Linked DNA regions of Sus scrofa: region 2 is linked to region 1. A link is a contact called in public HiChIP or PLAC-seq data. All regions are on one chromosome and are shown on one strand. Each heading gives the region's core, a stretch centred on a gene start, on an enhancer-like site or on the middle of the called end of the contact. The rest is flanking DNA. Distances are from core to core; before and after follow the strand shown.

What was found. HiChIP or PLAC-seq counts read pairs in DNA pulled down with a chosen protein or histone mark.
Region 2: a contact with region 1 is called in an H3K27ac HiChIP or PLAC-seq map of alveolar macrophages. The contact joins two enhancer-like sites. A contact is called at or near these places in 1 of 47 Hi-C or Micro-C datasets (alveolar macrophages) and 2 of 2 datasets of contacts at active chromatin or transcription factors (alveolar macrophages and skeletal muscle).

The regions. Positions count from the first base shown.
Region 1 is chr1:104,918,530-104,924,062 of Sscrofa11.1, reverse strand. All of the region lies in intron 5 of TCF4 (transcription factor 4), which reads left to right. Among named protein-coding and RNA genes, the nearest start is that of TCF4, 160 kb to the left of the region's middle. Within about 2 kb of position 1,617, at least 4 of the 83 cell types and tissues checked have an H3K27ac peak or open chromatin away from gene starts, as enhancers often do. A contact at or near this core is called in alveolar macrophages, where this site is marked.
Region 2 is chr1:105,091,069-105,096,450 of Sscrofa11.1, reverse strand. The region is part of intron 2 of LOC110256984 (a long non-coding RNA gene); the gene reads left to right. Among named protein-coding and RNA genes, the nearest start is that of TCF4, 14 kb to the right of the region's middle. Within about 2 kb of position 1,265, at least 1 of the 83 cell types and tissues checked has an H3K27ac peak or open chromatin away from gene starts, as enhancers often do. A contact at or near this core is called in alveolar macrophages, where this site is marked.

The DNA of each region.
Region 1 (5,533 bases), core at 368-2,867:
TCTCAGTGGGGAGGTGTTGGGGGCATAGTGATAGAGCCTTAAAATTTTCAGAGAGATGTCATGTCAGACTTAGAAACGAGTTGTTTGATTTAAGGTAGTTGATCTTAGAATACCTACTGCTTTAACTGGCTGCTTCTTCTCTCACATCTTAGAAAACGAAAAACAGAAAAATGAAAAACAAAAACAGCTCTTCTTCATTCTTTTGATAATCCTCAGAATTTTCAGCTTATTTTAACTTGCTCATTCTGGAATCTTTCCTATTGTTTCTTCATTCACCTTTTCTCTTTCCTGATTCCCTTTCCCTGTGCTTAGAAATGTACCAATGGATAGTCTGTCCTCTGGCAGTGATCGTCAAAGTGTGGTTCATAGACCACATACGTCAGGTCTCTTGGGATCACATTCAAATTGGGACGGACACACTACAGGTTTACCAATCAGCACCTCCATCAAGTGTACTCGAAGAGCTTTCCTGAAACTACCTAGTCTCAAAGGTAGTTTGCCATCTAAGGTAGCACAGCTTCAAACTCCTTGTTTTTTCCTCTAGCCCGTTCTTTTTGCCTTTTGAAACCCACCTCCTTCAGCATCCACCATGTCAAACACCCCGAACTCTCTCTCTCTTTTCCAGTACTTTCCCTGCCAAACTACCCATCATTTGGGCATTATTTATTTGAATGAGCCAGAAATGCAACAGGATCTGTCTGAGATTCCTAGAGATAGGGTTGAGATCCACTTTACTCTCTGCCAGGAAAATAGTTTTCCTTAACAGCTGGAGAGGTCAAATGTCTAAAATGGATGTGCGGAGAAGAGTGGTCTAATATTAATATGATGTGAATAATATAGCTTGTAACATTCAAGGTCAGCATGTCTAATTTCCCCTGTCTGGGAACCCCCCAGCCAGCCATGTGTAGAGAGAGAAATTCCAATCGCCAGAATCTTCAGCTTCAAGGAGACAGGTAGCTGTTACCTGCCTGTGAACAGCTGAACCATCCAAGCTTTAATAGACTGCAGTTAGTCATGTCAGGAAACAGAGGACAGAGTTCCCACTGTGGCTCAGTGGTTTATGAACCCGACTGGTACCCATGAGGATGCAGGTTCGATCCCTGGCCTCGCTCAGTGGGTTAAGGATCTGACATTGCCGTGAGCTGTGGCATAAGTTGAAGACGCATCTGGGATTCTACCCCTAGCCTGGGCACTTCCATATGCTGCAGGTATAGCCCTAAAAAAAAAAAAAAAAAGAAAGAAAGAAAAGAAAAAAAAAAGAGAGAAAAGAAACAAGGGAAGCTGCAGATTTGGAGAGTGGAGGCTGAGTCATCAGGATTGAGGAAGATTTACTGCTGACCAGTCAGATAAGTGAGATTTTCAAGAATCATCATGGAAGAGATGGCAGTCTCCTCTTAAATGAGAGAACTGTGAGGGTCTAGCATGTCACCTATTACTAAAACAGGGTCCCTGTTTTGTCCTAACTCAGCATCTGAAGTATAGTCATTTATGTTCTACAAAAATGATTTGAAACTTCTGCAGGGACTTTCAAAGGAAGAAATGGGGAAGACTGCGTGAGATGGGTGGTGCTGACATTGTGTGTGGCCAGGGCTTGAGTCAGAGAGCTTCAACCCCCCGTGCGAGGAGGTTTGTTTCATTTGGGGCAGCCCTACCAAGATTCATTTCATTATGTGCTTTCTGTGGGCCTTTTGTGGTCCTTGTTTCCTTTTTTTGGCTATGAATATATTTTCAGATTTTAAAATTCCCCTTCATTGATGGAATATGTTTAATATCCTTATTTTTTACAGTTCTTTTTAAATTAACTTGTAACTTTTCTCCATGAATATTTCTTTTCTGTAAGTTTTCTACTTTTTGATTGTCTGTTTTTAGATGATTAAGATGTTGCTCTCTACTTCCCCTTCTTTCCCTCGATGGGGCTCTCATTGATTTACCAAAATCACTCTCCAGTATGAATCAGGAGGCGCATGGTGTAACAATATCTTCTAGGTTATAAAGCTCAAGCCAAGGGAACAAGATTGTTTCTTGACACCAAACATTATTCATCCTCTTAATTTCGAGCCTTGTAGCTTGAAATCCATGGTCTGTGATGAAATGGAGGCAATTTCTCTGAGCCTTACTGTTCTCATCTTAAAAATGACGATGATGAGATCTTCTCAGAGCATTGTAATGAAGATTAAATGAGATATATGCATCTAGCACAGGGCCTAGAAATAGGAGATTCTTAATAAATGTAATTTCATTTCTTTTTCAATTTCTGTAAAACTCCAGGGAACATTAGTAAATGTCTAGGTGTTTTTAAAAAAAAGAAAAAAGAAAGAAAGATCATAAGTTTGGTGTTAAGTTTGAGGTACTTTTATGCCATTCAAGTGAAGATACCTAGTAGGCAGTTGGGGTTATGGGTGTAAAGATGAGAGAAGTCTGAGCAAAAGGTTTTCCACTGAAGGAGTCTTCAACGTATAGACGCAAGTTGATGATGTAAGGCTGCATATGGTGTCTCAGGTAACAAGGAAACCTAGGGCCTCACAATTGAAGAATTGTCAACATTTCAAGTCTTTAGCTTGAGAATGAAAGAACCTCCAGAAGTAGGAGCCAAAGGAAATGTGTTGTCATGGAAGCCATGTCACTCATGTTTTTATTTTTATTTTTATTTTTTTTATTTCTCCAATGCATTATTATTTTTTTCTATTGTACAGCATGGTGATCCAGTTACACATAATCTCACTCATATTTTTAAGAAGGAGGGGGTGCGAGTGTCTGGAAAGACAGAAGATTGCCAAAGAAGATGAGAACTGAACATTGTCTGTTGGCTTTAATTACTTAATGGCCATGGTTGATTGTTGCTGAGAGTTTTCTTGGAGGAATCATGGCATCGGAAGACTCTACTCCCCCATTCCTGTAGAACTGAGTTATTTTTCCCCTGACCTGACTGAGTAGCCATCTTTTATATTTCTAATGTGATTTTTTTTCTTTATGGTTTATAATGATCATTGTTTATACTTAGCCTCATTCTCATAATGAATTATCAGTTTCCTGAAAACAGAGGTCATGCAAAGTACCATATAAATTTCACCTAGTAAGTATTTAACAGTTCAGTCTCAGAATCATGGTTTCTACCCTAACAAGGCAGGCTGCTTTGTCTCTTCATCTCTCCATCCACCCATCCATTCATTCACTGAAGAGCAGTTTATTTACCACCTGTATACCATGTGGCAGACACATTTTGGGCCTATGTGAATATAGTGGTGAACAAAAGATATTGCCTTTCTGCATAAAACTTATGGTGGAGACATGATAAAGAATAAATACATATTCTGAGTGCCCTTAACATTTAAGGTATTTGTTCCTCAGAACATCCACTTGACGTAGATGTTATTTTAGTTTTTTTGGGGGGAGATAAGGAAATGGAGGCCCCAAGATATTCAGCAACTTGCCAAGGTCATTAATTCATTAGAAATGGATTTGGGATTCAAATCCAGGCCGTTAATCACCCCACTGTACCGCAAAATGTTTGGCACAGAATAAACTACTATTACTACTTTTATTACTACTACTAATGTTATTAATAGTAATTATTCCTTAGCCTAGGGATCATTGATTCCAATTAGGATAAGGAAACAGAGTCTACCTAGCTATTGACAAAACTAAATTTAGAAGTCAAATTTTCCTGTTCCCAATGCAATGCTTTTCCCTCAGATAATACCTCTTCCTTAAGGGAAGGAGTGTGAAGGGAGGAAGAGGTAGAAGAAGGATGGAAGAATGAAGGAAGGGGCAAAGAGAAAGAAGGATGCGTGGAAGAGATGTAGGAAGGAATTAAATTTGTTTGATATGGGAGTTTTTATTTTAACAAACTTTATGTGATTTTTCATGTTCATTTCCCTATATTCTCAAGAGGGTTATCCTTATAATAAGAATATTTTGATGCAAAATAGTCATAGTCCATTTCATAGACTAGCAAAAAATAATTTAGGAGCTAGGAGACCCTTAGCTATTTTAAAGTAAAAGATTTTATTTTAGAAAGTGTATTTTTGATGGTATTTGCAATGTGAAGGCATTGGTTGGAAGATACACTAGAAGCTTTGTTTACCAACAGCCAAGTCTTTGTGGAGTGTGTGTGTGTGTGTGTGTGTGTGCGTGCGTGCACACACACGCACGTGCACAGGATGTATAAAGAGTATGTACTTGTTTTATAAAATTTTGGGAATGTTGAATTTACTTTGGATATATGCTTTGGGGAAGAGGATACTGGAATATTTTTCTGGGATGGGAAAGTTTTTGTACTTATATGCAAGGCTGCTCTAATATCAAACACCATATTTAAGCATCACAAATATACACTAAGCAAGGGACAGATGCACAAGGAATTTAAGCAGAGTTTTTCTAAATGGCAAATAATTAGAGGGGAACAGATGCCTATGGGCAGCAAAGGATGAAATGAGGTACCAGGAATTTTAAAAGGGAGATAGAAATACATATGTAGAATGCAGTTGCTCTCAAGGATGTTTAAGCCTAGAGGCTGTTCTTTCCCAAAGTTATGTGTTTTTGTGGGTTTCGACATTAAATTTTGTACTCTCTTTACCTATATTCCCCAAAGAAATAGATCATGCTAATGATTCCAAAGTGGAACAGATTTTCTTTCGAACCTCAGTTTTGGATGACTTTGCGGATTGCATCTCTTTCTTCTCTTTCCCCAGGGCCGTGTCCTTTCACAGGGCTGCCAGGATATGACATTTCTAACAGTGTCACTCCTCATTATTTATTATTTATACCCCATCTACTTCCAAAAGGGTTTTTAGCTAGACTACCAATAAAAGATGTCTACGAATGATTTTTTTTTTTCCTGAATGTGCCTTTTAGGATGGACATGCCCTCCTTAGGAACAGCCCTGCTGTCAAATGGGTGGTGTCTATCAGACAACCCTTCGGTATGGTCTTGAGGTCGAAAAAGAAACAGATCTCCAAGAATAAAGTAGAGAAGAGCATGAGGCATTTCTCTCTTCCTGTAGAATGGTAGTTTAAGCAGCAGGGGCTCCAAGCAGAGCTATTCAGCAACCCAGCAAAGCTGAGCCGTAGCACCTGGTCATTATCCTTCAGGTTTGAGATTTACCTGTTGTGCTCATTGTAACAAAAGAAATGAAATCTCTGTAATTATATTGGAAGGGGGAGGAGATCATGTTTTAGTTCCTTTGATCTTGAGCTAGAATAGGCTCTGCTTTTGGAAATTTAATTTGAAAGAATCCAATGTACACATCTGCTTTTTGTACTGCAATTTCTATTGAGCTTGAAAATAGAAATTTATTAATGCAAATGTGTAGAGTCTGTTCCTTGAGAAAAAAAAATACACATTCAAAACACAAGGTGATCTTTTCTACATAACTATGGAAGATTTTGAATAAGTATGATCTCTGTATTTCTTCTCGAGTTCAGGGATGAGGTTCCTTGTTCACAAGGACTAAGCATTGAAATTACATTGCAGAACAGAAAGATTCATGATTATTTCAATATTTAAAAGTTTTCGAAGGACAAATTAGATGGCT
Region 2 (5,382 bases), core at 16-2,515, 170 kb before region 1:
CCCTGGAACATGGGAATAAATTCTGGTGTGCCTATGAATTTTTTTCTTGTAAGAAAAGCAAGTGAGAAAACAAAATACTTGGAAAATGAATAAAATATGAACTTAAAATTCATTGCATTCCCCAAACAATAAGAAGATTTGGCATAAATATACTCACCTCTGCCCATTGTACCTAGAGTGCTATAGATATTGCTGAACATCTGGTGCATAGGGTCTCCCACTGTTCCATTCCCCTCTCCTCTGAGATATGCAGACAGACCCCATCAGCATTTCTAGGGAGGATAATATAATTATATCAATTTACTGGATTTTGATGTGTGAAGAATGAATTAGGTAGCACTTTCCTAGCAATAGGAATATATGCAAACAATGTTATTGAGTGAGCATTATGAATTAATTTAACCTAATTGTTAGTAGATAAATATTACCTAGTATTTCGATTGTCATCCCTCCACCAGAAGAGCAAGCATCGTTGAATAAATATGATTTTAATCAGGATCAGGTCTGGATTATTGGTTTATTTCTAGTCCAGATTTTTTTTTTCACTTAGAAAATATTTACCCTGCTTAAATTATAGATATTACCTGTTGTTTGGAGTGAATATTTTACAAAGCCATCTCAGATCTGTGTAGCTTAAAGTTTCCAATAACTAAGAAGGGAGAGGGGCTCGAATATCCATTTTTTTTCCCAAGATGTGTCCTCAAACCTGTGTCAGTGTACCTACTTCACGGCCTGCCTTTTGTAATTTTTCCAGCCATCATCATTTTTGCTTCTTCGCATTCTTCTGGCTTCTCTGAGAGAATCCTAGCCCACATTAGCTGCCCCTAAATGGTAACCATTATAAGGACCCCTCACCCACTTCTAATCCCACTCTACTTTTCAAGAGGACAAGGTGGGGGTCCCTACAACTGAGGTCACTGTTGGTCCTTCGTAGAAGTTGGTTTTTCATCTGTTGGCTACTGGAGATGCTGGGGTTCCCTTAACCTCTTCCTCAGTGAGATCATCCCCTGCCATTCTGCCCCCCCTTCCCAAATTCTTGTATACTTGTATCCTGCTGAGACAGGGTGGGCAATGCTCAGAAAGCAAAGACACTCTTTGTCCTGCTCTTACAGCCTGGACTAGAGCCAGCGCCAAGCAGGCTTCCAGCACTCCTTTCTTAACCCTTCGTTAGCCTACCAACAGAAAGCCCAGTAAGGTCCATCTTACCCACACCAGAGGAAGAAAAAAGAGGAAGACGAGGAAAGGAAGGAAACTGGCCCCCGCCCCCACCAAAGGCTCCCCAGTGTATGACCTTGACACATAGAAGGGTTTATTTCTCCAAGAATTCTGGGGTGGAGTTAGGGGTGTGGCAGAAAAAGGGAAGGATCTGCTGGAAATAAATTGATGAGGTGGCAGATTAAAACTTTCCCTCGGTATTTATGTGCAGAATCTTTATATCTAGTTGGCCTTTTTTAAATTATTAAGATATAGCAAGATAACAGTTATTCAGTGATAGAACAAAGGTTCGTCGAGTCCCTGTCCTGTTCAAGGACCTGTGTCTTTTGTGTGGCGTCAGTGGACACAGGAAGAATATGGCAAGGAGTCTGCCCTTTGGAAGCCTTGGGTTCCTAATGACGTGACATCCCATACTAGGGAGCTCCAAGGACATGACATTGATGACATGACCCTCAGTTGCCACAATTTGAACTTCTCAGTGATATGCAGTTAGAAGACCATCCAGCTGAAAAGCCCAGAAGTCAGAAGTGCTTTCTCAGGAGGAATTATTTCCTCTGCTGTGCTTTATAAGGGGGAGATAAACCCTTGGCTTCCTGACAATAAGATATACTTTTTGTGGTGTTTTTCTGGTCATAGGGATGGTGAGGACCTGCTCCACACTCTCGGTACCTATTTTCCTTAAAACTGACAGCAGGCCTTTTTTTAAAAAAGCGGGATAACCAGCAGTAGGAGTGCAGCCTGTGGTTATGAAATGGAATAATCTTAACTAGGAGTTTACTGACAATAGTGAATAGTTAGTGCTTTCCTGTCCCGTCTGCTGTAACTATTTTAATAGTCCCTCTTAGAAATATGCATTGAAATAAATTCCAAGATTGATGATACATTAATAATGTATTTCAGATATTATACAGAACTCTCAAAAACCTAACTGAATGTTTAAGTAACCATTCATAATTTACAAAGTTTGCGTGAACACGTTAGCTCTTTACACAGCTCCACAAAGCAAATAAAATGATCCTCATTTTTATAGATGAAGACACTGGTTCCAGGTTCAGAGCTTTGTCTAAAACAGTAGTTCTCTAGGGCGGTGATTTTGCTCCCCAGGGAATATTTGGCAGTATCTGGAGACATTTTTGGTTGGGGACGCTACCGGCATTTGTGAGTAGAGAGGAGAGATGCTGCTAAACATCCTACAATGCACAGGACAGCCTTTCACGTGGAAGAATTATCCAGTCCAGAATGTCAGTAGTTCCAAGGCTAAGAGAAACTGGTCTAGGATCACACTGTTAATAAGATCTGAACCCAGGCTTATTATCCTTAACCCAGTCTTTTTTCTGTTATCCCTAAAGCAGAGTGTTTTCATCTTGAATTGAATGGGGAAGCATTGCCTATTATATTTTATATTATGTTCGTTTTCTTCTCTTATTGCTGAACTCTTGGGAAGGGGTGGAAAATATACCTTGAGTAGACAAGGAAATGTTACCATATAGTATAAAATTGTTGCCAGTAACAATGGAAAAGCTTCCAGCATAATTCCCACCCACCTCCAACACACACTTTCCAACTTTATCCAACTCATTATATCTGCAGTTACAATTTTTTGGACTACAATGGGTGATAAAATTTCACCATGTTTTCCCAATTCTAACACTGAGATAGACCACATCTAGAAAAGATGGGAGGGAGGAATAAATGATTGATTAGCACGTGTGAGTTCCTAATTATCGATGGTAATGGCCCGTGGATGTAATGTGAATTTGCCAAAGCTGCTGATAACCCAAAAGTCATTTTTATTGAGATTTGGACTACAAAACATTTTTTTAAAGGAGAGTCATCTATCTAATAATTACGTTAATTTTGAGGTAAGCTATGATAGCAGTTATTTTTAATTCCCTAAATACACATCACTGTGAGGCAGGAGAGACATCCAAGAATGTGCTAGTCAGCAGGGGATGCCAACAAAGATTAAAAACTGGAACGGGATTTGTAAAGGAATAGCTTAAAAAACTGTAATACAGGCCAAGCCGAGCCAGGAACAGTGGAGTTAAGTCACGAATTCCAGAACCAGGCACCCTGGGTTCTAACCCAGCTCAGCTGGTTACCTACTCACTTTATGACCATGAGCGAGTTACTTAATTTCTCAGTACCCCAGTTTACTCAACTGTAAAATGGGTGTGTACTTCTGCCTACCTCATAGGGTGGTCTTAAGAACTAAATGTATTTAAAATATGCCTGGCACATAATGCGTGTGAATGCTTTATGTTTTCTACATTATGCAGGTGTTACTGCAAATAAAGCAAACCTATGTATAGTGATGTGAAAACATGGCATGAAATACTATTCAGTGAAAGAAGAAAAGAAATGCACAGCGCAATAATTATAGCACTGTCCCATTTATGTTTTCTAAAACCCTGATGACTAGATAGGTGAGTTGTAGGTGGTGGAGTGAAGAAGAACTTGACCCTTTTTTTCAATAAAAGATACTTCTTGCTTTAGGAGTAGGTGGACTCAGAGGCCACTTGGAAGCATATTTTCTTTTGCTTTTCTCAGTAATAGAATGTAAGGCCAAGAGACCAGATTGGCCCAGGGGAAGGGTGTAGAAGAACCTTTTAAGTTCCATTAAAGATTGGCTCTCCCAAGAGCACTAGGTAAGCACAGCTGGTCTCTTGGGAGGAGGTGGGCAAGCTGAAAGCGAATGAGTGAGCTGCCTGGGAGGACTGGCTTCTTCCTTTCTCAGAATAACATGGTTAGACCTTCTCTGACTGCTGTAATAGCATGATCATGTTGGAAGTCTGTCAGCATGAACATAGTCCAGTGGTCCTGAGGGAAAAGGAGCCTGATTGTGTGGCAAAGCCTAGGTACCCTGGTCTAGCAATGCATGGGGATGGCCACTTCTGGTCTAGGCATAGCTGAGGGCAGAAGTCCATTTGAACCCACATCTTTGGCTCAGAAATTGCACATGTGAGTGTGGACAAGAGTGGATAATATTGAATCCCACGTGTAGGGCAAGACTGTGTTGCTGCAGGGATCCTACTAGCAAGAACATCGCTGTGGCTCTGGGTGACACCATCCCCCTGCACAGGAACGGCTATCAATAGGAACACTGGGGCCGTCACAGAAACCCTAGCAGGAATGGATTAGTCTTGTCAGTTTCCTCTCCTCCACACTTTGGAAGCAAAATGGATCTCTTGGACTGAGCAAGTACCAGATTATTAAGACAGTCTGGGGAAGGGGTACATATTGGATTTATCAAAATAGAAGGAGATATGAATGTAAATAAGTGTAGATATATTCATCAGAGATAGATGAATACATAGATTGATGGAAAGATGATAGATAGATAGATAGATAGATAGATAGACAGATAGATAGATAGATAGGTGATAGATAGACAGATAGGTGGATAAAGATATTTTGACCCTTAGTAATGATTTGACCCTACAGTGCCTTTGGAACTCTAGCAGCTGCAAAGTAGGTGCGACTGTTTTATATTGGTTCAGAACTCTGGACCTGTGTGTGTGTGTGTGTGTGTGTGTGTGTGTGTGTGTGTGTTGTTTGTATGTGCCGTGCACATGCAACTCAAACGTCTCAGGACTAACAAAACTGGCATAACCTGGCTGCTTTTGGTCATGTGTCCAGTGATATTCTGGTAAATGTTTAACATCTGGCTTTCTGGAGGTGGGGGGTGTGGAATGGAGGGAGAATCTTGATTTTTAGCACTTGCTAATTTCAGTAGTTGAAATGCCCCCTCCTGGGCTGATTTCATCTGTCTAGGCGACATCACTGACTGTGGAATTGGGGAGACTATACACTAGCGATTCTCCTGAGCTAGAGCAAGCTGGCTTCCACACACCATTGTATAAGTCAGAACCTCGGGGATTGGGGTCCAGGGGTCTGAGTTTTAGCAAGCCCTCCAGATTATTGCGATGCCCCCAAAAGTTTGGAAAGCACTGCAAAATCATCATGGAAGTCGGCTGGCTTCTAGCTTCTCTGCAGAAGTGAAAGTGCAGTCATTGAGAACATCCAGAGGAGCAACTTTGTTGAAGCCACAGATTCTCCCACGCAGCAGGCGTGTGGGGTTGTGAACTTCAGTCTGGAACCTCATCAGTAGAATCTCCAGGTTTCAAGACAGGAAGACAAAGCGTCCAAACAATACATTTGAAGAGA